6 separate regions of the Mus musculus genome follow, and all the other regions are linked to region 4. A link is a contact called in public ChIA-PET, HiChIP or PLAC-seq and promoter capture Hi-C data. All regions are on one chromosome and are shown on one strand. The core of a region is the stretch at or near the end of the contact, and the rest is flanking DNA. Distances in the headings are between cores, read along the strand shown.

Region 1 (4,650 bases), core at 1,752-4,251, 260 kb before region 4:
TTAGTTGCACTGATAGCCTTTATAAGAGTTGAATTGTGTAGTAGCCGAACCCTCCTTTTTTCCCTCTTTCTTTGTAAGGGGATGTTTTGCTCTGGCAGTCTTGGAACATCTTGCTATAGCAGTGTGACCTTGAACTCATAGAGATCCTCCTGTCTCTGCCATTGTGGGTGCTGGGACTAGAGGCATGCACCACCACTGCTAGAACCTTACCATTTTAAGTCTACTTCTCCCAGAGATTCATTCCATTGAAGTCCTTTCCTGTCCTTTTTTCCTCCCTGCTTCCTTCTGTCTCTCCTTGGCTTTATTTAGGCACCTGTCTGCCCTTGGAGCTCAGTTGTAGAACTCAGTATTTTGCCTCCACTTCCAAAATACTAAGAAACAAGTCAGACAATACTCAGATTCCCTTTTTTATTATTATTATGTATATGAATACACACCAGACTAGGGCATCAGACCCCATTACAGATGGTTTTGAGCCACCATGTGCTTGCTGGGGATTAAACTCATGACCTCTGAAAGAGCAGTCAGACCTCTAAACTGCTAGGCAATCTCTCTAGCCCACTCAGTTCCTTTTTGATAACAAAAGGAAAAATGAATAGTTCAACAGTTTTTTATTTTTTCCTGGCAGCTTTACATTGTTGGTAGTTGTACCCAATTATAGAAACTGAGGAAACATATTTTGATTTCTAGGCGATATTCTAAATAAAGGCAAATTTTTCATTGAAAGATATTTCTGTAGGAAATCATTAAGTTTCTGTGAGCAAAAGTGAATTCTGGTCATATGCAAATATTACTTACCTTGGAGTCATTGTTAGGAAAACCTGGCCTGATTGACTAGGTCCTGGCTTCTAGTGACTGCATTCCTAGTCTTGCCTTGCAGGCTCCTCTCCTAAGTGACCTAGTCAATCAGGCCAAGTCATTTCCTGCTTCACTCATTAGTTGCTACTGGGTTTTCTCATCTTCCTATTGCCAGGTTTTGAATAATGGGGAAAATAAATGCTACACTGCAGAAATTCTCACTATTCTTTGGCACTGTTTGGTCATTCTTAGGTTTTAGTGTTTCTAGACCCTCAATGCTATATTACATTGAAAAAATAGAAAATTATTTAGTATGTGCCTTTCAAATGTCTCAGATCTTATTCACATAGTTAGAAGTGTTGTGTGCCTTGATATTTCCGTGGGTGCCCGAGTGGGATACATTAGCTTCTCTTGGCACTCTATAAACATTGTCTGTCTATTTGATATTCATTGGTGGTTAATGTTTAATCACCTTTGCCCTTCCCTGGTGTCAGTCTTCCCATGTCATTTATGTAATATTTGTGTTTATATCCCTAAAAAGGAATATAGAAAACAGAAGTATCTGTAGTCTACTCAGTTCCTGTCCCCCCTCCCCTTTGAGGGTTTACTTTTACAAGAATCTATTGGAACACTGAGTGTAAATACAACTGCCATTTTTGTCCATTAGACAGTTCTCTTGCTCATAGCTTTCATTCATGAGTATTTTTTTTAAGATTTATTTATTTATTATATGTAAGTACACTGTAGTTGTCTTCAGACGCACCAGAAGAGGGCGTCAGATCTCATGGTTGTGAGCCGTCATGTGGTTGCTGGGATTTGAACTCAGGACTTTTGGAAGAGTAGTCAGTGGTCTTAACCACTGAGCCATCTCACCAGCCCCATTCATGAGTTTTATAACCTAGGTGAACTAAGATTTGTTGTAGGACAGTGAGATTTTTTTATATATATACCAGTACTCCACGAACATCTTTGCACAAAAATGTTTGTCGAAATTGCTTCTCTGTATAGTTTACAGCATTTGCCATTCTACCAAAAGATCGCAATTAATGTAGTTTGCAAATGGCTTTTAGTCTATGCTTGTTTAGCAAGTGTATTGAGCTTGTTCTGTACTGTCTACAATTTTCTGCCTTCTTCCCATATAAGTAAATGATTGAGGGTATAAGTAAATGATTGAGGGAAAACTACCCAAGGTTATGCTATGTCTCCTCCCAGTTGCCATTCCGCTGGCGGAAAAGACTAAAGTATCAAGATCTTAAGCATGAAAATAGTGAAGTCTGAGTTTATTGAAGCAGGGTTGAGAATGTTGGGAGAAAATGGAGATGGATGCTCTACTATTTAGAACGAGGCCTTCTGGGAAGTAGAAAAAAGGAAGTTTGACCCAGTGTATCTTAGTTTGACCTGTAATTTGCTAGGAATCCCAGTCCGATTTCAACTCACTGTCCTGCCCCATCTCCTCCTGAGTGTTATGATTTCAGATACAACACCATCCCGATGTATTTGTCTCTGTTGGGAGTAGAATCTAGTTCCTCGTGTGTGCTCCTTAAGCACATTAGCCGTTTTCTGGTTATTTGGGATTATGAATAATTTCTCTGTTGTTTTTTGCCCAAGTGAAATGTGTGGTGTGCTGTTGATAATTGTCTCTCCGATTAAGGAAAATCTGAGGGATGTAAAAATCAAGATAGGAAACATTCTTTGCTTTCTAGAAGCTTGCCATCTGGGAAGACTTTCAGACTCGGAACCTAGACTAATAGGATATTTCTCAGGTTCTGTTTACCCACCAATCGCTTTGGTTTATTGAGAGTACAAACAGTAAATTTTATCCGTTTTGAGGAACTGTTCAAATAAATACTGTGGAGAAATGGGAAGTGTTGGATTTAAAATGTCACTACAAAACAAGGCACGGTGTCCCCACACATGGAAACCAAATAAATAGGTTCAAGCCCATCCTTTCCTACAAGGTATGTTTGATACCGGCAGGGAACGCTCGAATCGCAGTCTCAACCAAAAACAAGGGAAAATGTCACTTGTAGACTGGAAGAACGCTAGACGCGCCTCAAACCCTAGAGAGGCCTCAGGTCGCGCACATCCTTACATCTATGCGAGTGGATTAGGCCAGCTCCAGCCCCCAGCCCTCGTGGCCTGCGCGCGCCACCGGAAGCTCCGTCCCCTCCCGGGTCTAGGGGCCAACGTCGCCGAGGCCGGAAGTTGCGACACCGGTGAGACCTCTAGGGCGGGGCCTAGGACGACCTGCTCCGTGGGCCGCGAGTATTCGTCGGAAACAAAACAGCGGCAGCTGAGGCGGAAACCTAGGCTGCGAGCCGGCCGCCCGGGCGCGGAGAGAGAAGGTGCGTGCCCAGGGTGTGCGGGGCGGAGGGTGTCTCTGCCGGTCGTGTTCACCGTCGCCTGCCTGCCGGGGGTCCGGGCGGGCCTGTGTCTCCGAGGGCCGCGCTGCGGGCGTCTCTAGGGATGAGGGGCGGGGTCCAGGCGGGCGGAGATCGAGGAACCCCGCGTGGGAAACGGGGTGAAGCCGGTTTCTCGGAACCCAGCCGGGGCCAGACTGAGAGCAGCCTTCTCCGAGCTTTGGTACCCCGGAAGTGCTGGCTTCCCCGGGCGGCCGGGAGCAGATGGCTGGCATCAGGGGTGGCCTCTCGATCAGAGTGGAGCTAGAGATAGAGGAAGCGCCCTAGGCTGGGTCGCCTTGAGCAACTGGTGAAACTCTGCGTCTGGTGCCCCGAGTGTGTCATAGTCCAGAAGTGAGTGAGTGGCACTCGGGGCTAACTTCTCAGTGTGTCTGTTGGCAGGCGAAGAGTCGTATGGCGCTTGTTCTTTCTTCAGAACTGTCACGATGCATGTGTCTGACGCTTGTAGGCGCCTTTAGTGTTTGCTAGTTCTTCCCTTTCACGTTTTCAAATGTGGCACTGCCGCGAACAGAGGCTCAGGCACATCCGCCTGGTAGTGGAGGACGGAGTGCATGAGACAATTGAGGTAACTTTTTACATAACTAGGAGAAATGAGAGTTCCAGTAACAGAAACGTAGAAGAAACGTGAGCAGGACAGGCGATCTGTTCAACTAACGCATAAGATTGACTGGGTTCAAGTTTGGAGAATGAGAGAGAAATAAGGAAGTTAGGCAGTGGTTTGGAAATAGTACTTTTGAAGTGACAGCGGGTGAAGATGGCCTGAGGTCAGAGCTGTAAACTGTAAACATGGGTCACTTAAGTAGATTTGCTGTTTGATGTTGGAGCAGAGAACTGGGTGGACACTTAGGGAACACAACAAAGAGCCAGGTAGAAGGAGGACAACGAGGCTGCTGAGGAGGACGAATGCAGAAACCACAATAGTGCAGTGTCACAGAAGCTGAGAAACACGGAAGCTTCAGGGAGCATTGTCAGCGATAGGAATGAAAGGCCTGGTGTTGTTTTAGAAGGATCTCTGTACCATTGTACCCTTGAAAGATGAGCGTGAACCACAAATACTAGTTTTAAATGTTCCCACAGACACTTTTTTAAAAAATTTTTTAGAGGTTTATTTATTTATTATATGTGAGTACATTGTAGCTGTCTTCAGACACCCCAGAATAGGGCATCAGATTTCATTACGGATGTTTGTGAGCCACAATGTGGTTGCTGGAATTTGAATTCAGGACCTTCAGAAGAGCAGTCAGTGCTCTTAACAGCTGAGCCATCTCTCCAGCCCCACAGACACATTTTTAAAGGTAACAAGAAGCAGTTGAAATTAGTCTTAATGATTTGTTAATCCAGTGTAGCTAACAGTTTCATTTTTAACAGGAAATCCGTGTCAAATTAACTTGTCCTCTCTAGATAGTTAGGAGGCTCTTCAGTGACCAGAAGC
Region 2 (4,525 bases), core at 1,583-4,082, 270 kb after region 4:
AGAACTCTCCTGATTTTACATGCTTTTCCTCCAGTCTCTGAAAGCACACAGATACCTGCCAGGGACTGTGTGCCCTAATGTTATGGTCTGACAAGCGGTCACTGTGCCGGTGACATACAGATGACACAAGGCTGCAACCCAGCAGTTGGCTTCCAAGTGAAATTCCACTGTTTGGCTTGGGAAGCCATGAAGGAACACCAGCATGTTCCAGTCGGTCACCAGTATCTGCTTCTGGGAGCAGAGGACCATGCGTGCACTGTAGGGGGTTGGTGCCAAGCAGTCACAGAGTAGCACAACAGGGAAAGGCATTGCCTGGTGAATCTCAGCCCAGAATAGACTGTATGACTGACACTTGGGATGACAGAAGGATGGTCTTGCACAAATGCAGTGCTCGCTTCTTGGTCTCCAAAGGATTGCGCTGGTCCTTCATACAGTTGAAGCTCTCAAGAAACCATTAGCCTTCTCCTATGTGCAGGTTGGGCCCCTGTGGTGGCTTGAATGGGCACTACCCCTCCCCCCGCCCCGTCCCGCAGACTCATACATCTAAATGCTTCCTTGCTTGTTAGTGGAACTATTTTGGAAGGATTATGATATGTGGCCTTGTTTGGAGGAGGTGTGTTGCTGGAAGAGGGTTTTGAGTTTTCAAATGCCTATACTGGGCTCAGTGCCCCTGATCCCACCCCCACACCACCCCCGCCCCCAAACCTGCTGCTGTGGATTGATCATATCTAAGCTCTCAGCTACTGCTCCAGCGCCATGCCTGCCTGCCTGCTGCCATGCTCCCTGCCATGATGATCCTGGACTCACCCTCTGAAACTGTGAGCAAGTCCCCAATTAAATGCTTTCATTTATAAGTTGCCTTGGTTACGGTGTCTCTTCACATCACTAGAAAAGTAGCTAAGACAGCCTGCTTCCTGCAGGGCAGAATTTGGATAGATATGAAGACCCCTGTCCCTGTAGACAGTACTAGGGAAGTAGGTGTAGGGACCACACTACAGAAAACATGTGAGTCACCCTCAACCCCACACCCATCGGCCACACAGACACATAGTCTCAGAGCCTGGCACATTTCCTTTACCCACTAAGCATGCTTCCCCTTTGCCCAGAACACAATAAAGGAATTAGGACCCACCTAAATGTCTGCAGCTGATCCTTCAAGGCTCAAAGTCTGCCCGGCCAGCTCAGACATACATGACCTGTGACTCCTCTTTATAGCTAGCCCCAATCCTGCAATTCTGCTCATTCAAACAGCCCTTCCGTGAAGACAGGATTGGACAGTCATCTCCTATCTCCTTTTCCTGCTGACGTCATCCCACATTTTCTCAGGACAAGTGAAGGTACAGTTCTTGGCACAATGCTCAGGCTGCCTAAGATATTTATTCTGTAGTAAATAGTAAAGAGAGACTGCTTTCCTGAGTAGCCAGACTCTCAGGAGATCAGCAAGCTGTCGGAGGTTAAGGGAGAGGCAAGGAAACAACCATCCAGCAAAAGTTAAAGGGTAAGAAGAATTCGAGAACAGCAGTTCAGGCCCAGATCTGTCCTAAGCATTTGCAATGCAAATCTGCGTTTTGTTCACCACCACCAAGAGCTTGCACAATAGCGTGTGTATAAACATCCACGCCAACAAAGCCTGACTGTGCAATCACGCAGTAATTACAGACCGGCAGAAAGCTGCTGCTAGGGACTGCACTATTCAAGCTCTAGACATCCCATCTCCAACTGTCCACGGCCTGTACACACATTCCTGCACACATCGCCCTGTCCCCGCCGCTGCTACAGCTTCAGGCACAAACCAAGGAGCCCTGGCGCCAGCTGCTGGGCCACGCCAAGACCCCTGCAACTATGCAAAGATGTCATAAACTTCTCAGCTGTTCTTTAAAGACCCAGAAGCACGAGGCTACCGAGGGCGGGCGGCGGGGAACCATCATCAAAGTTCCCAGGCAAACTCCTGCAGCCCTAGCCGTTTTAGAACACAGAAAAGAACAAGATGCCACGGAGTCCACTGGAAGCGGCTTTCTGGGTTTTATATAGAAAACACTCACATATGTACGTGGGTGTGCTGACAGTTTTTATGGCTAAATTGCAAAGTGTTAGGCCTTAGAGAGCTTACTGTTGGGTTCGGGGCTTGGGAGGGAGGGAGGAAAAGTGTAGAGTCGGGAGGGGCTCGTTTCAAGGAGGCCTGGGGGACAACTCGGGTTTTGCTGGTTGGAAATGGATAGGGCTGTTGACCCAAACTTCTGAGTTGCTCTGCTCTTCGTCACTGCAAGGCCGAGCAAACAAAAGTAGAGGGAAAGTTCCTGTAACTTCCTTCCTGAAACCTGGTGGAGGGCGGCGTAGAGGAAGGGAACGTTTCCCGGGGAAACACCGGGAAGGGCTGGAAAAGCAGCTGCACGCAACCCGAAGAGATGGGGCGCGGGGTGTAGGGCTGGCTCCGGTCGCAGGTCCGGGGAGGCCCCTTCCCGGCATCGCTGCGCTCAGGGGTGGCTCCCTGAGAGGGCTAGGCTGCAGCCAGGCCGGTCTAAGTCCCGAGTCAAAACAACCACCTCAGGGGCGCAACACCGGCCGAGATCTCCGCCACCCTGTCCCTCTCCTGCACCCCCACTCCCAGCGTCCCACGACCCGGCCCGCGCCGCCGAACCCCAACGAATTCCGGATCCCCCCTCCCGCCCCGAGCTCCACGTCGGCGCCCCCCACGGCGGGAAGGCCACCAGGCTCCCGCGACTCACCTGCACGCTGGATCCCTGGGCAGCTCCGAGGGGGCGCGGGACGCAATTCGAGCGCGACCAGCAGACTCAAACTTTGTTGCTCTCGGGACGGCGCAGTCGTCACTTCCTCGCCGAGCAGGCGGCGCGGTCCCGGCTGTGACCCAGCAGCTCGCGCGGCGGCGCGCAGGGCTCTGCAGCCTCCTGCCCCGCCCGCGCCCCGGCTCCGCGCGCCTCCGCGCGGCCCCCAGCCAGACCCTCGGTTCCCGGTGCTGCAGCGGCTGTGGAAGCTTCGTCCCTACCCTCACTCTGCTCTTGGGGAAAGTGCGATCGGAGACTTCCTGCTCTCCCTTGAGTCTAAAAGGTGGCGTTGGAGCCTAGGGGCTGAGTTCAAGGGACCCTAGGGGAAAAAGTCCCCCACCTACATTCCTCCTCCCACGCACGCGCGCGCACACATACAGTCGGGAGAGAGGGGAGAGATAATAAAGGTTTTCATTTCATTTGTTATTTGGACTAGAGAGGACATGTGTGAAAGCAGTGTACTATTTCCCTGAATAATGCTAGGCCAAACTCCAATCTCCCGTCCTCATGTCCCTTACAGGTCTGCACAGTTGTCAGTGGCTTTCCCCGGGTGGCACTTGTACACGATGTTACCATGCATTGTATTTCAGGAACTATGTCATCACCCACGTCGGGTCTGGGAAATAGTCGTTCTGTTCCCTTTCTTCTCAGATCCCCACCTCTTCCTTGTGCACTCAAGTCTCAGAATCTCTGGAGCCTGGTGCGTTCGGGTGTCATCATTAGCCAGAAGTGATTTTACAAGGTGGATCCTGGACGCAGGAGCTTCAGGCAATAGTAATTTTGAAGTTTATCACTGCCCAAAATAAATTTTCTCGGCGTATTAAAACTAACATCAACAGAGAGCTGCCTTTTGAGCCTCTGGCGACCAGTAAGAAAGCAGTTACACAGCAGTGCCCAAAGAAAGACTCCTAATTCCCTTAGGTTGGAGAGAGGACTAGGCTAGCCTTTGCTGTGTGTGTGTGTGGGGGGGGGGGGGGGGGGGGGAGGAGACAGCCAAAACTGCAGGGCAAGGTTTTCCTAACAGAAACGTTTAGTGAGGCAGAAGCTTGCTCTGGAAAACAGGGACCCATAAAAGGCCATTCAGAGACGTCCACTTAAGCTGGACAAAATTTTCCCTTTCCCACTTCCAAACTACTCCTACTAACACATTGGCCTGATAATATCTCCCAGACCTCCCATCTCCTCATTGAAGCCCAGAAAGCCCTCTGCTTGAGTACAGGTTTTGTGTCAAAGGTGATGTAAGATTAATGGAAAACAACATGTGGGGATACCCTCACCCCAAGTCTGCTTAATACCTCAAGAGAAGCCACAGGCTCACCCAAAGATGAGAAGCATGTAGACCCTGACCCAAGCTCTCCTGGCAGCGTGAATTCCTTCATCTTGCAGCTACCAGTGCACTGGGGTCTGCCTTTTACCGAGACATTACTATTACATTACAAACACAAAAAGTGCAGTGAATGGAAAATAATATTGTCTTAAGAAGTAAGTATGTTATAGACTTAAGTATAACTCTTTGACATTTTATTATTTCATCATATGATGGAGTGAAGGTATGGCGGAGGTACTCCTCATTTTGATTTTGGAATAGAAGTAATTCCTTACAGCAATGACCAGGCTTCTGAAGAAAACAGTGTTACTCCGTATTTGCTAAGACTGGAATGGAGTATTTTTTTGTTGTTGTTGTTCAGTATTGTAATTCTAAATCCTCTGTGGTAACTTCATGAATATTCAGTGTTTCTGCA
Region 3 (4,698 bases), core at 2,178-4,677, 330 kb after region 4:
AACAATCGTCTTGTACCAGGCCATAAGGTGTAAGCAGTCTGAGAAGACTTTACGCCTGAAGACTGCTGGGCTCCTGCTATGAATCTGAGGAGTGTGAGGTGCTCTGACTGTGCCTCCTTCCATCCTACCTCACCCCAAGGGAGTGTGCGCCTGAGTAGGGTGAGCCATAAGAATAGGCAGCTCAGCCAGCCATGGAGGCGCACACTTTTAATCCCAGCACTCGGGAGGCAGAGGTAGGCAGATTTCTGAGTTCCGAGGCCAGCCTGGTCTACAAAGTGAGTTTCAGGACAGCCAGGGCTACACAGAGAAACCCTGTCTTGGAAAAAACAACCAACCAACCAAACAAAGAATAGGCAGCTCTGCTGAAGGAAGTATGACTTACAAGTAGAGCAACATCCATGCTTGGATACTGTCAACCAAAGCTGCTTCTCACAGGCAGGCCAGCAAAAGAGGGACAAAGGGCTGGATCTAGCCAGAGGGTACAGTTGGGGTGGAGCCTGAAAATTGCGGAGGGTGAACACAGGCAAAGAAGGCTCATGCCCTGATGTCCCTGTGGTGGCATTTATGTGCTGATCGATCCTTAAGGGTTTGTTTTGTCTTGTTGGGTTTTTTGGTGTGTGTGTGTGTGTGTGTGTGTGTGTGTGTGTGTGTGTGTGTGTGTTTTGAGACAGGGTTTTTCTGTGTATCCCTGGCTGTCCTGGAACTCACTCTGTAGACCAGGCTGGCCTCAAACTCAGAGAGATCCACCTGCCTCTGTGTCCAGTGTGCTGGGATTAAAGGTGCTGCTCTGCCCCTAACAACTCTAGTAATAAATGCTCATGTTTTACGATACCAAGTTTGAGGATGATTTATATGCAGCAATAGCAATGACACAATCCCCACTCCTCCCTTAATCGCAGAGGCAGAGGCAGAGGCAGAGGCAGAGGCAGAGGCAGAGGCAGAGGCAGAGGCAGAGGCAGAGGCAGAGGCAGAGGCAGAGGCAGAGGCAGAGGCAGAGGCAGAGGCAGAGGCAGAGGCAGAGGCAGAGGCAGAGGCAGAGGCAGAGGCAGAGGCAGAGGCAGAGGCAGAGGCAGAGGCAGAGGCAGAGGCAGAGGCAGAGGCAGAGGCAGAGGCAGAGGCAGAGGCAGAGGCAGAGGCAGAGGCAGAGGCAGAGGCAGAGGCAGAGGCAGAGGCAGAGGCAGAGGCAGAGGCAGAGGCAGAGGCAGAGGCAGAGGCAGAGGCAGAGGCAGAGGCAGAGGCAGAGGCAGAGGCAGAGGCAGAGGCAGAGGCAGAGGCAGAGGCAGAGGCAGAGGCAGAGGCAGAGGCAGAGGCAGAGGCAGAGGCAGAGGCAGAGGCAGAGGCAGGCAGGTATGGTTTTTACCTCCCGTGTGTGTTATTTCTTTAGAATCTATGTTTGGGTTTGGCATTATGAACAGTTATCACTTCCATGAAAATGTATTTGTTTAGCACCAAATTATCTCTGTTGCGTGGAGTGGCTATGTAGTAAGAAGGCTAGACATACTTTAATTCTTCCTCCTGAGTAATTTGCAATCTGAAAGAGATGACTTCACAGGAATTCAAATGGAGTCATTGTAGTTTAAAAGGTCATTTAGCAAACGATTACATAAACCTATCAGATTAAATGCTTATATTTAGTAGGAATGTTGGGGCGAGGGACGCAGACTGTGCCACAGTTTGTTTGCATTAGGTTGGGGGGAGAAAGGTTGGCACCTCCCTCAAGTTAAGTCTGGAAAACATTTATCTCTGGCACCGGTTAAAGGATGAGAGACAACGCAAAGCTGCAGAGAAGGAAGAGAAGGGGATCCTGAACTCACAGCAAAGGCAGAAACAGAAGGACGTATTTGCTCTCATTTGGGGACTTGTTCCTTTACGTTTAGTTCCTTCATCTTGGCGCTTGAGTGATTAATCTCCATTTCCACATTAGTAAAATGGCAGTGGCCGCAACCTTGAAAATAAAAACCAAAGCCAGTGCTGGCACCTTCAGTCCAGGCACTCAGAAGGGAGAGGCAGGTGGATCTCTTTGAGTCTAGGCCAGCCTGGCCTACAGAGTGAGGTCCAGGATACCCAGGCCTATGTAGCGGCACCGTGATGCAAACCAAACCGCACCACACCACACCACAAAAAATAAAAATAAAACCATATCAGGAAAAAAATACCCATATGATACATGGTACAACTCAAGTCATACAAACGACTGTAACCCTTAGTGTGAAGAGAAAATTCAGAAGGGAGGAAAATAAATAAACCTGAACTCCTCCATGCAGTTTTTGAACATCTGAGACCTGGAGAAAAGGGGACTTCACATCAAAAAGGGCCCAAACTAAGTTTCTTCTCTTTGAGTTTTAGATGTAATCTATAGTCTCCCTCTGTTTTCTGCTATCACTTTTATTGTTTTTGAGCGTTTCCTCTTTCTCTGGTTCACTCAGCTGACCACCAAGAGATCAGATCCTGCTGGAAAGTTATTTGGAATGTGGTAACAGTCTCCTACCCCATTCTTCAAGTTTTCCAAACGAAGTGAAAATGTTCAGATGTTCTGTTACCCGGGCCTCCAGTCCATCTGATGGCTGCCCATTTGCCGGCGGTACTGGTATTTTTCAGCTACTCTTTATACCAGAGTTAGAGCTCCGCGATTAGCCCTTGCTGGAATACAGTGCTAAGGGCGATTCCTACAGCCGCTTGATTAAGTCCGTTAGGGTTTGCAGTTCCTGGAGATCCCAAGTTATTCTAGAAACAAACCACACCCGATAGTGACTAGTCAAGTGGTTCTCAAACCATGAGTTTCTAGCTTCTTGGGGTCCCCTTAGACCATCGGAAAACATTTCCATTACGGGTCGAAACAATAGCAAAATAACAATTATGAAGTAGCAATGAAAATAATTTTATGGTTGGGGGGGTCACCACGCACGAGGGTCACAGCATTAGGAAGGTTGAGAACCGCTGCTTTAGTCCTCTAGATCTCAGCTTGTTCACCTACAAAACAAGGGTTAGACTTGATGCTATTTCTCACTGTGATTCCCCAACCTAAGACTCAGTGAATCTAACATGAATCAAGTTTCTTCCAGAGGCTGGGGCTGGCTGTCAGGGCGTCTGCCTAGACCGTGCCAGGACGCGGGTTCAACCTCTGGGGGCACAAGAGGACACAGGGGACTTGATCTGAAGTCATTAGTTAATTTGCTCTCTTGGTCCTGGAGGCGGGGTCGGCCACGGAGCCCTAATGAGGTTAACTTATGGATACTCCTTGCCTAGACTAGCAACGTATCCTGTGATTCTCACCAACCTTGGGGACCAAAGGATCGCGTATGAACTTCAAAACCCCGGCCCTAGGAGACGAGAGGGCAAGGAGGCCGGCTTAGTCCTGCGCTTGCGCAGTGTGGTCCTAGGGCTAAGGTCGTGCCGCCAGCTGACCCTTCGCTGTTCATCAAATCCCGCGAGATCTCAAACTGACAGACACGCAGGGGGGCCACTGTATCGCTGCACCGGAAGCTGGATTAAGCCCGCAGAAAAGGAGGAAGTGCCGAGCCAGGGTGACCTGTGGGCGTCCTCCTCGAGCTCCGGGCGACACCGGCGGTATAGCTTGGGACGCTAGACTAGGGAATGCCCCGTAACAGGTGCTCTCCGTTTTGTAAGAATTCCGAGGGTGAAGTTTGGGCGCGACTGTGTTTGAGGTGCTTCAGATTTGAACATCTATTGAGCGCCTACTGTGTGCCACGCATAGGGGTATACTTATGTCATGTTGAAAAACCTCAGCACCAAGAGGTTTTGATCCTCTTGGTGCTGAGGATCCAGGAAGTCGGCTTGAAAATGTGAGATTACTAGTAATTTCTGTGAAAGTGGTTAGTCGTGGGAGCCATAGAGGAAGGTTGGCTTTCTGAGGTGGACATTTGCACACGATGGCATAGACAGCACAGGGAAGGTCAGCAGAGCCCTTTGTGGCAGAATGGTTGAACAAAGTACGGCTAAACAGGAAGTGTGTTTTATTAAAAGATATTGGGGATAAGTTGTGCGACCTTGGACAAGTTATTCAGCCCCTGTATGGCGTCTGTGAAAAGGATAGCATGTTTGCAACTTCATGGCGGTGGTGTTTGAGGACGGAGTTGTATTTAAGCAAGCTGATTAATAATTTATTTTCTTCTGTATTGGGAATTGAGTCCAAGATCAGCCTTCCACCTCCCCTATGCATGCTGGGCAAGAGGTTTTTACTACTGGGCTATATTGCCAGACTGTTTTTCATTTTTATTTTGGGACAGGTTCTCACTAATTTGCCCAGGCTGGCCTTGAATTTGCCGTCTGTATTCCATCTGCCCAATAACTGGGATTACAAATGTAAGACGCTACCATGCTAGAGCATGTCAACTCACCCAGTTCTGGGATGCCTGGAAACATTCAGGAAATAAACTATATGACCCCTCCGAGGTCCCACCCAGCTAGAAACAGAACATGTCCTTTGCCCTTGTGAGTTCAGTGAGCTTTTCCTTACAATAGTCTGCTACACAGATGCTTAAGGCGTATTTTTAATGACTGTCATTGAACCAGATCTTTTGGTGGTATTTTAGAATGGTCGAATCAATTAGAAACCCACTTTAATTTAACAGCAAATGGGGTTTACTGAGGTCTACTCAGCTCTGCCTCCATTATGATGCCTCCTAACCCACTGCCCTTCAGGTCTTGAATGTGATCTTTATTTTAGATGGAGAACCT
Region 4 (4,675 bases), core at 1,855-4,354:
CTAGCTCCTCAGCTTTATAAGCAGAGAAGCCCAACACAACCCCAAGTCCACTACAGGCTGTGCCCGTTGTCACCCGGAACCCCCCTTCTTTTTGAAAAGATAATTTAATTCAAATTATCAAATGTGTCAAATATGACCTGCCCTTTGTCTGTATCTATCTACCCAAGCAATCCTAATACCAGGATGCTCTCAGTACACACAGCCTTTATGTCAACAAGGAAGGAAGTTCTTCGGGCTGGGGAGTGGCTCAGTGGGTAGAGCGCTCACTGTGCAGGCATGGTGACCTGAGTTTGGAAGCCTACTGCCCATGTGCAAAGCCAGGCTTGTACTCCCAGCACTGGGGAGGCAAAGACAGGAGGATTTCTAAGCTTACTAGCGAGCCAGACTGCCCAAGCCCTGAGCTTCAGGTTCAGTGAGAGATCTTGTCCCCAAAGAGGACACCTGCCATTGATCTCTGGCATCCACATACATGTGTGAGTGTAGACACACACACACACACACACACACACACACACTTTAAAAAGGAAGAAGGGGCCCGGAGGTTTGGCTCAGTCATTAAAAGCATTAATTTCTCTTTCAGGGACCCAGGTTTGATTCCCAGCATCCTAGCTAAAAACTTGGCAGATCAAAACTAGCTATAACTCCAGTTCCAAGAGGGATCTGATACCCTCTTCTAGTTATATATGGTCCATGGACATGCAAACAAGCAAAACACCCATACACATACAATGAATCTCAAAAAACCTTTTAAATTAAATTTAAAAAACAACAACAGTGGTTATTAAAAAGGGAAGGCTATGCCTCCTGAGACTCCTTCTGGCAGACCCCTGTAGCCTCCTTGTAGGGCACAGAACTTGGGATGACACTGGAGGCTTTTTTTTTTTTTTTTTTTTTTTTTTTGGTTTTTCGAGACAGGGTTTCTCTGTGTAGCCCTGGCTGTCCTGGAACTCACTCTGTAGACCAGGCTGGCCTCGAACTCAGAAATCTGCCTGCCTCTGCCTCCCGAGTGCTGGGATTAAAGGCGTGCGCCACCACGCCCGGCTGACACTGGCGGCTTTAAGACCCCACTCCCAGTGCTGGGCAGACCCTTCACAACCTCCCATGATGGCTTTATCTGATATGGATAGCTCCTCTATTAGGTTTGTTACAGTAACTTTCCCCTAGCTTTGACAAAAAAATACCTGAAAAGATATTTCCAATTCAAGGGAGGATTTATGCGAACCTACGTTCCCTCGTGGTAGGGTAGAAGAGGCCGCAGGAGCAGGTCGCAGCCAGTCACACTTCACCCTCACTCAGAGCAGAGAATAAAGACGCTGTGCAGATCGCTTGCTTGCTTTCCCCTCTTACCCACTCCAGGACGCCAGCCCATGGGATGGATGGTACTGCTCACTTTTACAGCGGGTCTTCCTACTTCAACCTAAGGTAAACAATCTCTCACAGAGGTGCCCAGAGACTTGCCTCTTTAGTGATTCTAGATCCTGACTGTAGTCATAATGTTATTGTGTACTATGTAAAGATTATTCATGAATTATTCAAATGTGGACTTCTGTACCCCCATATATATTTGCAATCCTTATTCTGAGAATCTCATGTCTCAATGTGGTGAAAAACTTGCTCTACAATAATTCCCTGATTGGTCAGTAAAGAACTGATCAGCCAATGAATGAGCACGAAAGAGAATAGGGCTGGACATTTGCAGAGTTCGAGAGAGGAAGTGGGGATTGGCTGGGAGGAGAGACTCCAAGAGAGATAAGGAAAAGGAGAAAGAAAAAACAAAGAGCAGTCCGGGAGCCCAGAGAACCAGATCAGTACTAAAATGCTGCAAGTATCAGGAAGATTCTGTCGGGAAGGTGCTAGATTAGCATAAAGGATTAAAATAGAGTAACCTGCTCAGTTGTTGTGCCCTTAAAGCTTTTTGAGTAAATATACTAGTCCAGTCTCAATTCTTTGGGAGTTAGCTGGGTTAAGAGGAAAACTGCAACACACTATGTAAAATAACACTAACACCTGTCAAGTTGACAATCGGTGTTAACCATCACAGGTTCCAATCAATTCATTTAAGCTACCTAACTCCCTGAGAAAGTATTGCCATCCTGCCCAATCAAGACCTATGTTCTGCCAGGCATGGTGGTACATACATATGTAAAATACACACACACACACACACACACACACACACACACACACACACACACACACACTCACAAGAATGCTTGCAGAAGCGGTGTCTGCGGGGGGCTAGAGATGATGGTTCAGTGGTTAAAGAGTGTTTACGACTCTATCCAAGGATCAGAGAGAGATTTCCACAAACTACTGTACTAAGAGATTTCTCTGGCCTCCTTGAGACATACACGTACGCATGCACAAACTTTTTAAAAAGTCAGAAGCTTGAAGAAGAGGAGGAGGAGGAGAAACAGCCTATTGCAATGTCATATTGAGAGGCAAGCCCAGGAGTTTGAGGTTAGAAAGGACTATGTAGCAATACACTGACAAAGTGGAGAAGTCCCTAACTTCCTTTTCAGAGGAAGAATATTAATTACAAGCGGCTCACCCTGTAACCTCAGCCTTCCCCGTGCATGAACCACCATACCTGGCAAGGCTTTGTAACTGAGGAGAGAGAGGAAAAAGAAGAGGAGAGGCTTAACAATGAAGTTTTCTGCAGTGAAGAGAGCCAGTAAGAGCTGTGCTTCATACAGAATATCAAACTTTGCCTTCATTCCATTCTACCAGGAAACTGCCTAGGAACAAAAATGCCTACCACAAAAATGAGAAAGCGGACTAAAACAGGAAGCCAGGCTCAGCGCTGCACACCTTTAATCCCAGCAATCGCGAGGCAGAGACAGAAATCTCTGTGAGTTCAAAGCCAACTTGGCTCACCTAATAAGTTCTAGGACTATATAGCTACGGCTTCTGTAGAAAGATTCTGTCCCAGAAAAGCAAAAAAGAGGAATGAAGTTGTTTTCTTTTGAAATGCCTCGTGCCTTCTTTTCTTACACGGAGTCTTTATCTGGTAGAGAATTTTGCCTTGCCAGTGCATACTACCGCGGTTTTAAAAGGTGACAAACCGGGCTAGCTGTAGGACCCAGGAAGACGGTAGGCTTGGCCTACCCAGGGAATGCCGAAGGACTCGCCCCCTTCCCAGAAAGCACCACGGCCGCGGAAGCGTGGGACCCGCCGGCCGCCCCGCTATGGACGAGCTACCGAATGGCAACGGTGCGGCGCTGCTGAAGCGCGGGCGGGGGAGGCGCCGGCGGCACCCGCAGTCGCAGCCCCGCGGCGCGTCGGTCTTGGCCCTGCCCTTGCGGCCCCGGAAGATCCGAAGGCACCGGAAAAGTGCGGCGGCGTCCCGCGTGGCCGCGCTGAGAGCTCGCGCGCTCCGGAGCGAGGACTCGGACTCGAAAGTGGCGGTGGCCTCGGTTCGGGGCAAGCGGAAGAGGCCGGCAGAGCTGCTGGAGGCCTCGCGGTCGGCGGAGCCGCGGCCGGTGTCAGCGCGCCCGAGGTCGGCTTCGGCGACGCTGCCGAGCCGCGTGGAGGGATGGGCTGCGCTCTCCCGGAACCTGGGGACGGCCGCTCCGCCGCCGCCGGGCTCGCACGCGGATGAGCCGGGGCGACCCCGGGCTTCGCCGCTGCAGCAGGTACTGACGGAGCTGAACGGCATCCCCAGCAGCCGGAGGCGCGCCGCCCGCCTCTTCGAGTGGCTCCTGGCGCCCCTGCCTCCGGACCACTTCTACCGGCGGCTGTGGGAGCGGGAGGCGGTGCTGGTGCGGCGGCAGGACCGCAGCTACTACGAGGGTCTCTTCTCCACCGCCGACCTGGACTCGATGCTGCGCTACGAGGACGTGCAATTCGGGCAGCATCTGGACGCCGCGCGCTACGTCGATGGACGGCGGGAGACCTTGAACCCGCCGGGCCGCGCGCTTCCCGCCGCCGCGTGGTCCTTGTACCGAGCCGGCTGCTCCTTGCGCCTCCTGTGCCCGCAAGCCTTCTCGCCCACCGTGTGGCAGTTTCTGGCCGTGCTCCAGGAGCAGTTTGGCAGCATGGCGGGCTCCAACGTCTACCTCACGCCCCCGGACTCGCAGGGCTTTGCTCCTCACTACGATGACATCGAGGCTTTCGTGTTGCAGCTGGAAGGTCGGAAACTCTGGCGCGTCTACCGACCGCGGGACCCGAGTGAGGAGTTGGCCCTGACATCTAGTCCCAACTTCAGCCAGGAGGACCTTGGTGAGCCTGTGCTGCAAACGGTACTGGAACCTGGAGACCTGCTCTATTTTCCTCGGGGCTTCATTCACCAAGCTGAATGTCAGGATGGAGTCCACTCCCTACACCTCACCTTGTCCACCTACCAGCGCAATACATGGGGTGACTTCCTGGAGGCTGTACTGCCTCTGGCAGTGCAAGCGGCCATAGAGGAGAACGTGGAGTTCCGCAGAGGCTTGCCCCGAGACTTCATGGATTACATGGGGGCCCAGCATTCCGACTCTAAGGATCCTAGAAGGACAGCTTTCATGGAAAAGGTGCGGGTCTTGGTTGCTCGCCTGGGACACTTTGCTCCTGTCGATGCTGTGGCTGACCAGAGAGCAAAAGACTTCATTCACGATTCCCTGCCCCCTGTGTTGACCGATAGGGAACGGGCTCTAAGTGTTCACGGGCTCCCAGTTCGCTGGGAGGCTGGAGA
Region 5 (4,978 bases), core at 341-2,840, 290 kb after region 4:
GGGGTGCTGCTTACTGGCTTGCTCATCGTGGTTTATTCAGCTTGTTTTCTTTTTTTTAAGATTTATTTATTGTTATATGTAAGTACACTGTAGCTGTCTTCAGACACTCTAGAAGAGGGTATCAGATCTCATTATGGATGATTGTGAGCCACCATGTGGTTGCTGGGATTTGAACTTAGGACCTTCAGAAGAGCAATAGGTGCTCTTAACCGCTGAGCCATCTCACCAGCCCCCCAGCTTGTTTTCTTATAGAACCTGTTGTAGCTTGTCAAAAGACCCTCACGCACAAAGACCACAGAGACTGCCGTCGTTGCAAAACGCATGAGGATTTTACTTATCCAACATGTTAGGGAACCCTCTCTCAGTACGCAGGCCAGAGGAGAGACACAGAACATAGAAAGAACACACTTTTTATACCTTGTAAGGGCCGGATATAGGCACCAGGGTAGTTTGGCTTATTTTAATTGGTGTAGCAAATAACCTTTTTAGACATTGGTCGGTTTGTATAGGGTGACTCTCATTTTGTGTGTCCTTATGGTTTTTAGTGTGAGGTGGGGCCGGGAAATTGTTAATTTTGTTTTTGACCGTTAAAACTATGTTTCTATATTTGTTTAGTCAGCCAGCCTTTTATCTGACTCTGTACTTGACCTGCTAGTACAGTTTGGAAAGTCCTTTTGAAGAGGGAAGGTACTGGGTAGTCTTGAATTTATTTTGGATATTACAAACCCAGGACCACCAGCCCAGGGATGGCAACACCTACAATGGGCTGGGTCCTTCTCTATAATCATTAATTAAGAGAATGCCATATAGGCCTGCCTACAACCTGATTTCTGGAGGCTTTTTCTCACTTGAGGTTCCTCTTCAAAATGCTTGTATCAGGTTGACAGGAAAACTAGTCAGCACAGGGATGGCATGGTATATGGCTGTCTTTGCCTGCTTAGAATGTTTTTAAGCAAGCTGACTTGGAAGCTGCGCTAGAGCTCCAAGATCTCCCAGGGTGGCGAGCATACTTCAGATCATGGTCACAGAGCTTCTGTTCATCTCTGCAACCTTACTTACCATGAGCCCATAGGGTAAGGGTTATGACATGGTTATGGTTATAATGTTATTTTGTTGCTACTTCATAGCAGTAATTTTGCTACTGTTACGAATCATAATGTAAATATCTGATATGCAGGATATTGGATATGTGACCCCCGTGCAAGGGGTTGTGATCCGCAGGTTGATAGTTGCAGCCATAGGGTAAAGACAATGGTTCTGTTTCTCGCTGCCTATTGAAGTAACTTCATATGTACCCGGGACACAAGTGAGGTGCAAATGAATTGGCCTTGGTAGGGCTGCCTTGGTCCTTTGCAGAGATGGTGGGTCCTCTGATACGTGTGACAAACGTAGTCATGAAATGTGTCACACACACACACACACACACACACACACACACACACACTGGAACATGCATTTTAGCCTTTGCCAATTTTGCCCACAAGGAGGGAATGTTTCAGACGGAGAAGCAAGTTCCCTGACGTAGATACATCAGAGTCACTTTCTCAGGTGTAGAGGCTCACTTCCCCCTGTGGAGGAAAGCCTGGGCCACTTCCTGTTTTCACTTGCAACTCAGCTCTGTGATGTCTCTAGTGTGGTGTGCCTCGTGATCTCTGACAGAGGCTGCAAAAAGACGTATGTCCCAGTTAAAGGACCATGTTGGAAAGAAACTCTGACAGAGTCAGGGGTAGCAGTGAAGGTGGCCAAGGTCCCTCTAGGGAGGACTGGCTCTTTGGGATGGTCTGAATTCTGTGCCACTCAAGATATAGGCAAATGGTGTTGTTGCCTTCATGCTGTTCCTCTATCAGGCAGGAAACACATAGAAGGAAGCTGAGAAAAAGGATACCCATGAGAACACTAGGCACCAGTACCCATGAGGACACTGGTCACCAGTACCCATGAGGACATTGGTCACCAGTACCCATGAGGACACTGGGCATCATTACCCCTGTGAACATTGGGCACCAGCACTCCTGAGAACACTGGGCATCAGTACACACGTGAACACTGAGCATCAGTACCCCTGAGTACACTGAGCATCAGTACCCCTGAGAACATTTGGGCATTAGGTTAAAGGATTTCCTCGTGCAATGGTGACACAGTAAGTTGTTTTAGCTCTTATATCTGGATGGCAGTGTCCCTTCGCATCCTCACCTTACTGGCTGTTGGCACATCTCATTGAACCTCTTAATAAAATGTTAGGGGCAGAGGAGTTAGAACAAAAACAGACTTAATCCCCTCTCATATAACCATATATATTACTCCCCTGGCATGGTTCTGATGGTCTGAGGAAGGCATGAAAACTATTCTTCTATAAAGACTGCAAGTGTGGGGAGGACAGGGTGAGGCTGCTCATGGACACTTGGTTCACAGTAGGTATGCTGTAAGGGGCATGGAGGAAAGAAAGAAGTGAGGATCTGCACACATGGACACATGGATTCTGTAATGTCTGTAGCCTTAGTTAGGATTTTACTGCTGTTCACAGACACCATGACCAAGGCAACTCTTATAAGGACAGCATTTAACTGGGGTTGGTTCACAGGTTCAGTCCATTATCATCAAGGCAGGAGTATAGCAGTACCTAGGCAGGCACAGGGTAGAAGGAGCTGAGAGTTCAACCATATTGTTCTGAAGGCAAACAGAAAACTGGCTTCCAGGCAGCTAGGACAAGGATATTAAAGCCCACACCCATAGTGACACACCTACTCCAACAAGGCCAAACTTCCAAATAGTGCCACTCCCTGGGGCAAGCATGTACAAACTAACCCATCTGTTAAAAACTACAAAAACTGGGCTAGTGGTGAGATGGTTCGGCAAGTAAAGGCCCTTGCTGACAAGCCTGAACTCAGAGATCTGCCTGCTTCTGCTTCCTGAGCACTGGGATTAAGGAATACAGTGGTTTTGTTTGTTTGGTTAGTTGTTTGGTTGGTGGTTTTGATTTTTCGAGGTAGGGTTTCTCTGTGTAACAACAGCACTGGCTGTCCTGGAACGCTCTTTGTAGACCAGGCTGGCCTCGAACTCACAGAGATCCTCCTGCCTCTGAGTCCTGAGAACTGTGATTAAAGGTGTGTGCACAAGACCTGGCTCATGCATCATTTTTTAATGGAAACAAATGACTACAATGACTACAATGTTTCTGTGTCTGTGGGTGAAGCTGCAGCGCTGGAGGCTGCTTCTTGGCTCCAGCTGCAGTTCTATGAATCCACAAACTGGTTGGCAAACAAAAATACACTCCTTTTATGGTTCTAGAAGCTAGGCATCCAAACTTTGGTGTAGGCATGGCCATCCTTAAAATCTGATGTGTAGGCAAGGGAGGCCATGCCCCCTCTGCTAGGTAATGGGCTTCCTCCATTCCTCGTCCTTCTCTCTAGTGGCTTGCCTGGTTTTGCTGCTTCAGTACTCTGACCTCTGCCTCCAATGTCATGTCTGCCTCTGTCTTCATAAGGCCATATTCTTGCAACTAATGTCATATTGAATTAAGGATCCATCCTATTCTGATATGACCCCATCTTAATTGCTTTGGCAAAGATTGCTTCTAGGTAAGGTCATGGTCTTAGGTAGTTGGTTTAAACCTTCAACGCATCTCTTTGGGAATGAGGAAGGGGTATTACAATGCAGTGAGCTATTACAGCTAAAACAGGATTTGGAGCCACAGTTTTAGGATGTAGTACACATTTTTAATCCCAGCACTCTAGAGGCAGAAGCAGGAGGATCTCTGAGTTTGAGGCCAGCCTGGTCTACAGAATGAGTTCCAGGACAGCTAGGGCTACACAGAGAAACCCTGTCTCAAAAAAACCCAAACAAATAAACAACAGCAAAAAGTGGTAAAAAGGCTTAGCATTGGGCATGGTGTCCTTTGCCTTCAATCCCAGCACTCAGAGGGCCCATCTCTATGAGCTGGAGGCCAGCCTGTTCTACATAGAGTGTTCCAGGACAGACGGGGCTGTACAGAGAACCTGTCTGAAATAAAATAAAAACAGGATTCAGTTTACCAGCTGACTCACAGAATCAAACTGGTTCGTGGTAGCTTGCTGCCTTTGGCCTGAGTCTGGTGACTTGTCTTGTGCTTGGGTCCCTGGTTTCACTTCAACACCTGTCCCACAGAGACACTTCCTGTCTGTCTTTCTTACTAGCTTACAAAGCCTGCCTTGTCCTCTCCTTCTCATTGTCTGAGTCTAATAGAGCAGACCCGAGCTTCCTGAGTGAACAGAATGTCTCAAACCAAGCTGAAAACAGCCTTCGCCCGTCTCTGACAAGACAGTTTCCTGGAAAAGTATGGTTTGTGCCTGGTGTGGTGCTGTACACCTGTCTGGCAGAAAGCTGAGGCAGGAAGGTAGAAAGTTTGAGGCTAGCCTAGGCCACGTAACAAGTTTCTAGGCCAGCCTGAGCTACTACTGAGTGAGATTTTGTCTTTAAAGAAAATGAGGAGTGGAGCAGAGCAGGGTGGTGCACGCCTTTAATCCCAGCGCTCGGGAGGCAGAGGCAGGTGGGAGGATCTACAGCCTGGTCTACAGAGTGAGTTCCAGGACAGCCTGGGGCTATGTTGAAGAGACTTTGTCTCCACAAAGGAAAAAAAAAAATGTGAGGGATGAGAAAAAGGAAGAAAGAGAATATGAAGTTGGGAAAGGAGCAAAGGAGGAAAGAGAGAGGGAGGAGAGATGAAGGAGGGGAGGGGAGAAGAAGAAGGTAGGCAGGGAGGGGGATGGAGGAAGAGAGAGAAAGCAAGCAAGCAAGCAAGCAAACCACAATTTCCAAAGCTCTCGATTTCCAAAGCTCTCAAGACCTTTCCCCCTGCCCACACCTGGCCAGGGAGAGCTCATAAAAACATACTAGTTCCCTCAAAACTGCTAATCCCTTTACTCAGGGGTGCTCTCAGCTCCCACCCTCCTGCCCATCCCTTTGGTTCAATTTCAGTTGCCTCTGTTTCCTGGGTTGTCAC
Region 6 (5,103 bases), core at 1,986-4,485, 350 kb before region 4:
GTTAAATAACTAAATCTTAACTCTGCAGTCCTAGCACCTCAAGAGGCTGAGGTAGGAAGATCACCAGTTCAAGGCCAGTCTGAACTACCCAGCAAAACCCTATCTAAAAAAACAAAAAACAAAACAAAAGGTAAGCCAGGCATAATGGCTCACATCTACAACCTCAGCACTTGGAAAGCTGAGGCAGGAGGACTATTGTGAATTCCAGGCCAGCCTAGCTACAGAGTGAAACTTCTCAAAACAAAACCAAGAACAACCTACCTAAGTAAATTTGACTCCAGACAACTTAAGGCTTCTGAGGCCCCGGTCTTTTCTGCCTCTAAGGGGCACTGCCTCCTTCCTGTTTTGCAGAGCAAGTTCCCAGCAACAGGCGGATATACAGACAGGAGTCCTTAATGGCTGGCGACTTACCTGGATCTCTTCATTTTCGTCTACCAGGAGGAAGCTCACAACCCTCTCTGTCATCTTCTTCCTCTTGGTCTCCTCATCCATCTCTTCCCCCTCCAGGGACTCCTGGACCTTACTGACAAGGTACACGGTAATGGGGTGTCTTCTCTTGTTACCCCCTGAATGAGTCCTCTTCTGGCATTCCAGGCAGAGATTGATTTTGCAAGTCTGGCACCTCACGGCTGCCCTTTGCCTAACACCTGGCGAATGCCCATTGGGGCCCTTGCAGGGGTCACAATAAGGGACATGGCCAGCTTTGAGTCTTATCCGCTCATGGTTTCGAAGGCGCTCCTGTCTGTGGAGTTCCTCCTCACAGCGGAGACACTGCAAACTACAACACTCATCACATTCAAAGATAGCTTCATCAGTCCCACTGCATGCATAACTCTCCTGGCACATGAGCCCCGGATTTAGGCCCTTCTCTGCTAGGGAAGTCTGGGCACTCATAACTTAGACTCGTTTGGAAACCACCCACCCTGCAACAGTCACTACTGTACTTTCCCAGGAATGAAGGAAGACAAATGCTTTGAGGCTGAAGGTGGCTAGCACTTCACAGGGTTCTGAGCCCTTTAAAAAAGAAAACCTGACTGGCTTAGGATTTTCACACGCTCACAAATGTTCAGATTTTTAATTCTCTGCCTCCCAGTCTCTTGTATCAGCAGCAGCAGCAGTGTCCACTGAATTTGATGGTCTCATCCTCTGCAAAGTGCAAAGAAATATGTGGTGGAAGTGAACTTGACAGAGTCTCTGCCACACGCTGAGGGGTCTGCTGGGTTCACAAAGGTCAGCTCATTGGTTTGGGTCTCAGCTACAAAGTCAGAGTGATGACAGAAGGTGGTGAGGAGCTGTTCGATTTACTTGGACCTCAAGCCAATGTTTCAAGGGCTACCTAGAGCAGAAAAAGAAGATTTTACTCATCTGGGGAAAAAAACCAGAAGTGTACCTTAAACTGAGCAAACAAAAAGGAGCACCTAATTGCTAGGCCAAACCCAGAGAGAACCCTCATTCTTGCTTATAAAACTTACAGTGGCTTCTTCTAGGACTAGAAATGTCATCTCAAAATCATGGCTAAGGATCTCCCTTCTGAAATCAACTGCCATGCTGGGTATGGTGGTAAATCCTAGCACTCAAAAGGCTGAAGCCTGCCAGCCTGGTCTACAGAGTGAGTTCCAGGACAACCAGGACTACACAGAGAAACCCTGTCTCGAAAAACCAAAAAAAGAAAAAAGAAAGAAAAAAAAAAAAAAAAAAAAAGGCTGAAGCCTGGCTACTAAACTAACTACAAAAACCAGCCTAGAGGCTCCTGCACAAGGGAGGCAGAGGCAGGTGGATCTCTGTGAGTTCCAGGCCAGCCAGGGCTACACAGAGAAGCCCTGTCTCAAATATGTGTAACAACAAAACACTTCTAGACCCAGAGCTTCTTAAAGATTTTGCTGGTTTGTTGGTAAAATGCTCTTCTCATTTCATTAAGCTCTGATTCAAAATCACTAAACAGACAGCTTTTAGGAGGCTAAGCCCTCTGCACCTGCTCCTTATATATGAGAAATGGAAAAGGAGGTCTGTAAAAAGCTAAGAAAAATATTGTAACAATAAATTCACACCACCCTCAAAGACCTCTACAAACCCAATTATCCTTATAAAATGGACTCTCTCAGCTCTAGTCGAGCAAAGGTCTAGTAAGGACTCTAAAATTGACAACAATAGTCCCAACTTCATTTTCAAAAACAGTAAGACAACTACTGAGCTTCCTCCTGTGCCTCCTCTCTACAGAGGAAGAGAACCGGCAGCAACAGGAGGCAGAATTCCAGCACTTAGGCGCACAGTAGAGCCAGGCCCTACAGTGAGTCAAAACAACTCATTTTCTCTTGTCACTCAAACACTTAAAACAAAACAAACCAAGTCAAAAACTTGGGAAGACAGGAAAGGGGGTTTTGGGTCACTAACGTAACTACACTCCTAATTCTCCCTACCTTTGCCTCCTATTCCAAGAGCACAACCAAGTGTAAAGTCCTCCTTTCAGATATTCACTCCTCCCTTTCAGTAGCCAATCTATCCATCTGATCTTCAGATAAACAAGGCAAGGGAGTAACCAGGGGACCTTATTTTCACCTTAACCTCAGACGTGTCCAGTCAGCTCCCAAAAGGGAAACAAAAATCAAAACTTGTCACTACTAAGAAAAACAGAAAACCAACCTTCAAAAGAACAGCTGACCCTCACCACCACCAGGCCAAGCAAACAATATGCCACTCGGAGCAAACCCCCCCCCCCCAAACCTCGACGCCTCTCTCCAATCCAGGGTCCCTCACCCACCTTGCTCCCGGACACCACCACCACAACCCAAGGGGTGGCAGCGGAGACGAAGAACAAAGAAGGCCCCCCAAATTTCACACAAACCCGCACATCCCGGAGCCGAATCCATTGTTTATGCCACCCCACCCCCACTCGAGCCGCACCCGTCCCCCCTTCCTCCTAGGAGCGACTGGAGGGAGCCCCGGGACCAGCACTCGCCCGGGGCTGGGCCAAGGCGCCCCCGCCCTCTCCGCCGCGGCCCACAGAGCCCACCCGGAGCAGTTCGGCCAAGGCAAGGCGGTGTGGGGGACGCGGATTGCCGACAGGACCCGGGCTGCTCTAGGGCCCCGGCGGATCCATCCTCAGCTCCATCTCCGCCCCCTCCTCCTCTGCTGCCTCCCAGGCTTCCTCCTCTCTTGTTGTCAGTTGGAATCAGCTGATCAGAGTGAACTTCTCCCAGCTCAGACCAACAGGAAGGCATGAACAGCGCAGCCCAGCTAGGGAGGAGCGGCCAGGGGCGGAGCGCGACGACGGGGAGCGGGAAGGGCGCTTGCGGCCTTTTGGGAGTTGTAGTTTTGGGGGGATTGTCGTTCTGCCCTACAGCCCTGAAATACAAGCTCCACATGACTACAATTCCCGATGGAAGCATCGTCGTTGCGAATAGGCGGGACAGACAAGCCTGAAAGCATTTCGGGACTTAGAGTCTCGGCCGGGGCTGAGGTTTTTGCAGGTTGCAGCGACTAGTTTAGGGCAGTGGCCCGGGAAGGAGTATTGTAAATTAAACAAAAGATATGATGTTCTATATAACCAGGAAATGGCACGGCACATTATTATTGTACATCTTTCCTTCAGAAATGCTCAAAGTGGAAAAATACCAGTAAACATTGAGAGGATATTACTATGCTTGAGGCTGTTTTGTTTTCCCTTCAAAGTTAATCAACTGTTAATTTTGTTCCAGCCTTATTCCTTTTCTGCCTTTTTCCATACATAGACATCATAACTTCTAATTTTTATATTGTGCAGAATAGTTACAGTACACACTCCAATAAAATTTAAGATAACAGTGTCTGTAATACTATTGTCTGATTTTTTTAATAATAGCTTTATATTTGTTTAGTACTTTCACTTTTTTCTCATTTATTTCTTGAGACAATATTGAGAGAAAATACAATGCATGGAAAAGATACTGGTCTGTAATGCCTAGGAAAACTAACTACATAGGTTGGTAGGGTAAATCACTCAGTCCTTCCATAAAATAAAGGAATTTTGCTGTGTAATTTCTGATGGCTCTGCCAATCTTAACATATGATTTTTATCTTGATAATGGTTAACCTGAGAGAGAAAACTAAGGTTAGGTTACTTGCCAAGGTACACAGCAAATTATTGACAACACTGGATAAGACCTCATCTTCTGATTCAAGAGGACACTCATAGATCTCAGGACATAATTAGATCAATAGTTAAGCCAAATCTACAAAATAGTGAATGAGCTATGTATACGGATTATATTGCTGAAAATTAACTCTTCATGACACAGAGCCAACAGCGGCAAACCTGGATGAACTTTTTATTTTTTTACCTGTACCACATCACCAACCAGGATAATAAGAACTAAGCCATCTACAATCACATTAAAAAGTGTTTACCAGAAATAAGATGGTGTATGGAGAAGAAGGGATTTTATAAAAGTTAAGCTAACAAGTTTTAAATAAGCCTGAGGTTGGTTGGCATGACAAAGGTTTTATCCCTAAGACTGCCTCTGTGGCTGTGTGTAGCTTTGCCAGATTATTTCATAACCTTGCTTATAAAGTAAATATATTGGTCTATGTGTGTCCCTCAAAAGAGATTGGCTGTCTGGCATACACAAGGCCCTGGGTTTGAGCCCCAGCACCATAAAAAATGGGGGTTTGATAGGAACAAACATTTAGCATTTTAAGTTTTATTTTGTGTGTGTGCATATGGGTGCTGGTACATATGCACATGAGTCAAGGGTGTGTTTAGGCCAGAGGTCAATCTTAGGCATTATTCCTTAAGAGCCATCCACCTTGTCTTGTTAGTTTTGGTTGGTTGGTTGGCTGGTTGGCTGGTTGGTTTGGGGTGTTTGTTTATTTGTTTGAGATCTCACTTAGCCTAGATGTTACCGAGATGGCTAGACTGTCTGGCCAGTGAGCCCCAAAGATCCTGTTTCTGTTACCCAGCACTGGAGTTATAAAAGTAAGTTACCATGCCTGGAATATGAAAGAATAGAACCAATAGAATACATACTTATTAAAATGGAGAGTTATTAGATTGGTGTCTTAGGGTTACTGCTGTGATGAAAGACCATGATCAAAAAGCAAGTTTGGCAGGAAAGGGCTTACACTTCT

The links. ChIA-PET counts read pairs in DNA pulled down with a chosen protein or histone mark. HiChIP or PLAC-seq counts read pairs in DNA pulled down with a chosen protein or histone mark. Capture Hi-C pulls out chosen DNA fragments and counts their contacts.
Region 1: an H3K4me3 HiChIP or PLAC-seq map of embryonic stem cells shows a contact between it and region 4, with 4 times the contacts expected there. The contact joins the promoter of Psen1 here to the promoter of Riox1 in region 4. A contact is called at or near these places in 21 of 39 promoter capture datasets (the 3T3-L1 cell line, 3T3-L1-derived adipocytes, the C10 cell line and 13 more), 1 of 15 datasets of contacts at CTCF or cohesin (the NIH/3T3 cell line), 4 of 484 Hi-C or Micro-C datasets (the G1E-ER4 cell line, the HPC-7 cell line, pre-B cells and 1 more), 11 of 115 datasets of contacts at active chromatin or transcription factors (DN3 thymocytes, the SCID.adh cell line, acute myeloid leukemia and 7 more) and 4 of 9 other capture datasets (adipose tissue, embryonic stem cells, liver and 1 more).
Region 2: a promoter capture Hi-C map of liver shows a contact between it and region 4. The contact joins the promoter of Mideas here to the promoter of Riox1 in region 4. A contact is called at or near these places in 8 of 39 promoter capture datasets (3T3-L1-derived adipocytes, the C10 cell line, embryonic stem cells and 4 more), 3 of 115 datasets of contacts at active chromatin or transcription factors (embryonic stem cells and pancreatic cancer cells) and 2 of 9 other capture datasets (adipose tissue and liver).
Region 3: a contact with region 4 is called in a promoter capture Hi-C map of adipose tissue. The contact joins the promoter of Ptgr2 here to the promoter of Riox1 in region 4. A contact is called at or near these places in 3 of 39 promoter capture datasets (embryonic stem cells, liver and neural stem cells), 1 of 15 datasets of contacts at CTCF or cohesin (large pre-B cells), 7 of 484 Hi-C or Micro-C datasets (B cells, embryonic stem cells, natural killer cells and 1 more), 12 of 115 datasets of contacts at active chromatin or transcription factors (the SCID.adh cell line, acute myeloid leukemia, bone marrow-derived macrophages and 6 more) and 5 of 9 other capture datasets (adipose tissue, embryonic stem cells, liver and 2 more).
Region 5: an RNA polymerase II ChIA-PET map of memory CD8 T cells shows a contact between it and region 4, with 46 read pairs. The contact joins the enhancer-like site here to the promoter of Riox1 in region 4. A contact is called at or near these places in 7 of 39 promoter capture datasets (the 3T3-L1 cell line, the C10 cell line, the HPC-7 cell line and 3 more), 4 of 484 Hi-C or Micro-C datasets (the N1E-115 cell line, bone marrow-derived macrophages, cerebral cortex and 1 more), 5 of 115 datasets of contacts at active chromatin or transcription factors (T-cell acute lymphoblastic leukemia, embryonic stem cells and memory CD8 T cells) and 1 of 9 other capture datasets (embryonic stem cells).
Region 6: a contact with region 4 is called in a promoter capture Hi-C map of pancreatic islet. The contact joins the promoter of Zfyve1 here to the promoter of Riox1 in region 4. A contact is called at or near these places in 1 of 39 promoter capture datasets (neural stem cells), 1 of 15 datasets of contacts at CTCF or cohesin (the NIH/3T3 cell line), 2 of 115 datasets of contacts at active chromatin or transcription factors (extraembryonic endoderm stem cells and memory CD8 T cells) and 2 of 9 other capture datasets (adipose tissue and pancreatic islet).

The regions. Positions count from the first base shown.
Region 1 is chr12:83,685,151-83,689,800 of GRCm38.p6, forward strand. Psen1 (presenilin 1) reads left to right here and starts at 3,002. Exons shown (of 12, transcript NM_001362271.1): 1 at 3,002-3,143.
Region 2 is chr12:84,216,049-84,220,573 of GRCm38.p6, forward strand. It overlaps Mideas (mitotic deacetylase associated SANT domain protein), which reads right to left and starts at 2,833. Exons shown (of 13, transcript NM_001163501.1): 1 at 2,727-2,833. It overlaps Gm46319 (synapsin-1-like), which reads left to right and starts at 383. Exons shown (of 3, transcript XM_030247050.1): 1 at 383-475; 2 at 2,102-3,066; 3 at 3,435-3,604. The coding sequence starts at 383. The coding sequence ends at 3,516.
Region 3 is chr12:84,281,869-84,286,566 of GRCm38.p6, forward strand. It overlaps Ptgr2 (prostaglandin reductase 2), which reads left to right and starts at 3,428. Exons shown (of 10, transcript NM_029880.3): 1 at 3,428-3,608.
Region 4 is chr12:83,947,504-83,952,178 of GRCm38.p6, forward strand. It overlaps Riox1 (ribosomal oxygenase 1), which reads left to right and starts at 3,105. Exons shown (of 1, transcript NM_023633.3): 1 at 3,105-4,675. The coding sequence starts at 3,189. The region is part of intron 16 of Heatr4 (HEAT repeat containing 4); the gene reads right to left.
Region 5 is chr12:84,241,706-84,246,683 of GRCm38.p6, forward strand. No RefSeq gene overlaps it. Among named protein-coding and RNA genes, the nearest start is that of Mideas, 25 kb to the left of the region's middle. Within about 2 kb of position 1,591, at least 120 of the 459 cell types and tissues checked have an H3K27ac peak or open chromatin away from gene starts, as enhancers often do. A contact at or near this core is called in the HPC-7 cell line, T-cell acute lymphoblastic leukemia, bone marrow-derived macrophages and 1 more, where this site is marked.
Region 6 is chr12:83,593,987-83,599,089 of GRCm38.p6, forward strand. It overlaps Zfyve1 (zinc finger, FYVE domain containing 1), which reads right to left and starts at 3,236. Exons shown (of 12, transcript NM_183154.4): 1 at 3,011-3,236; 2 at 412-1,336. The coding sequence starts at 894.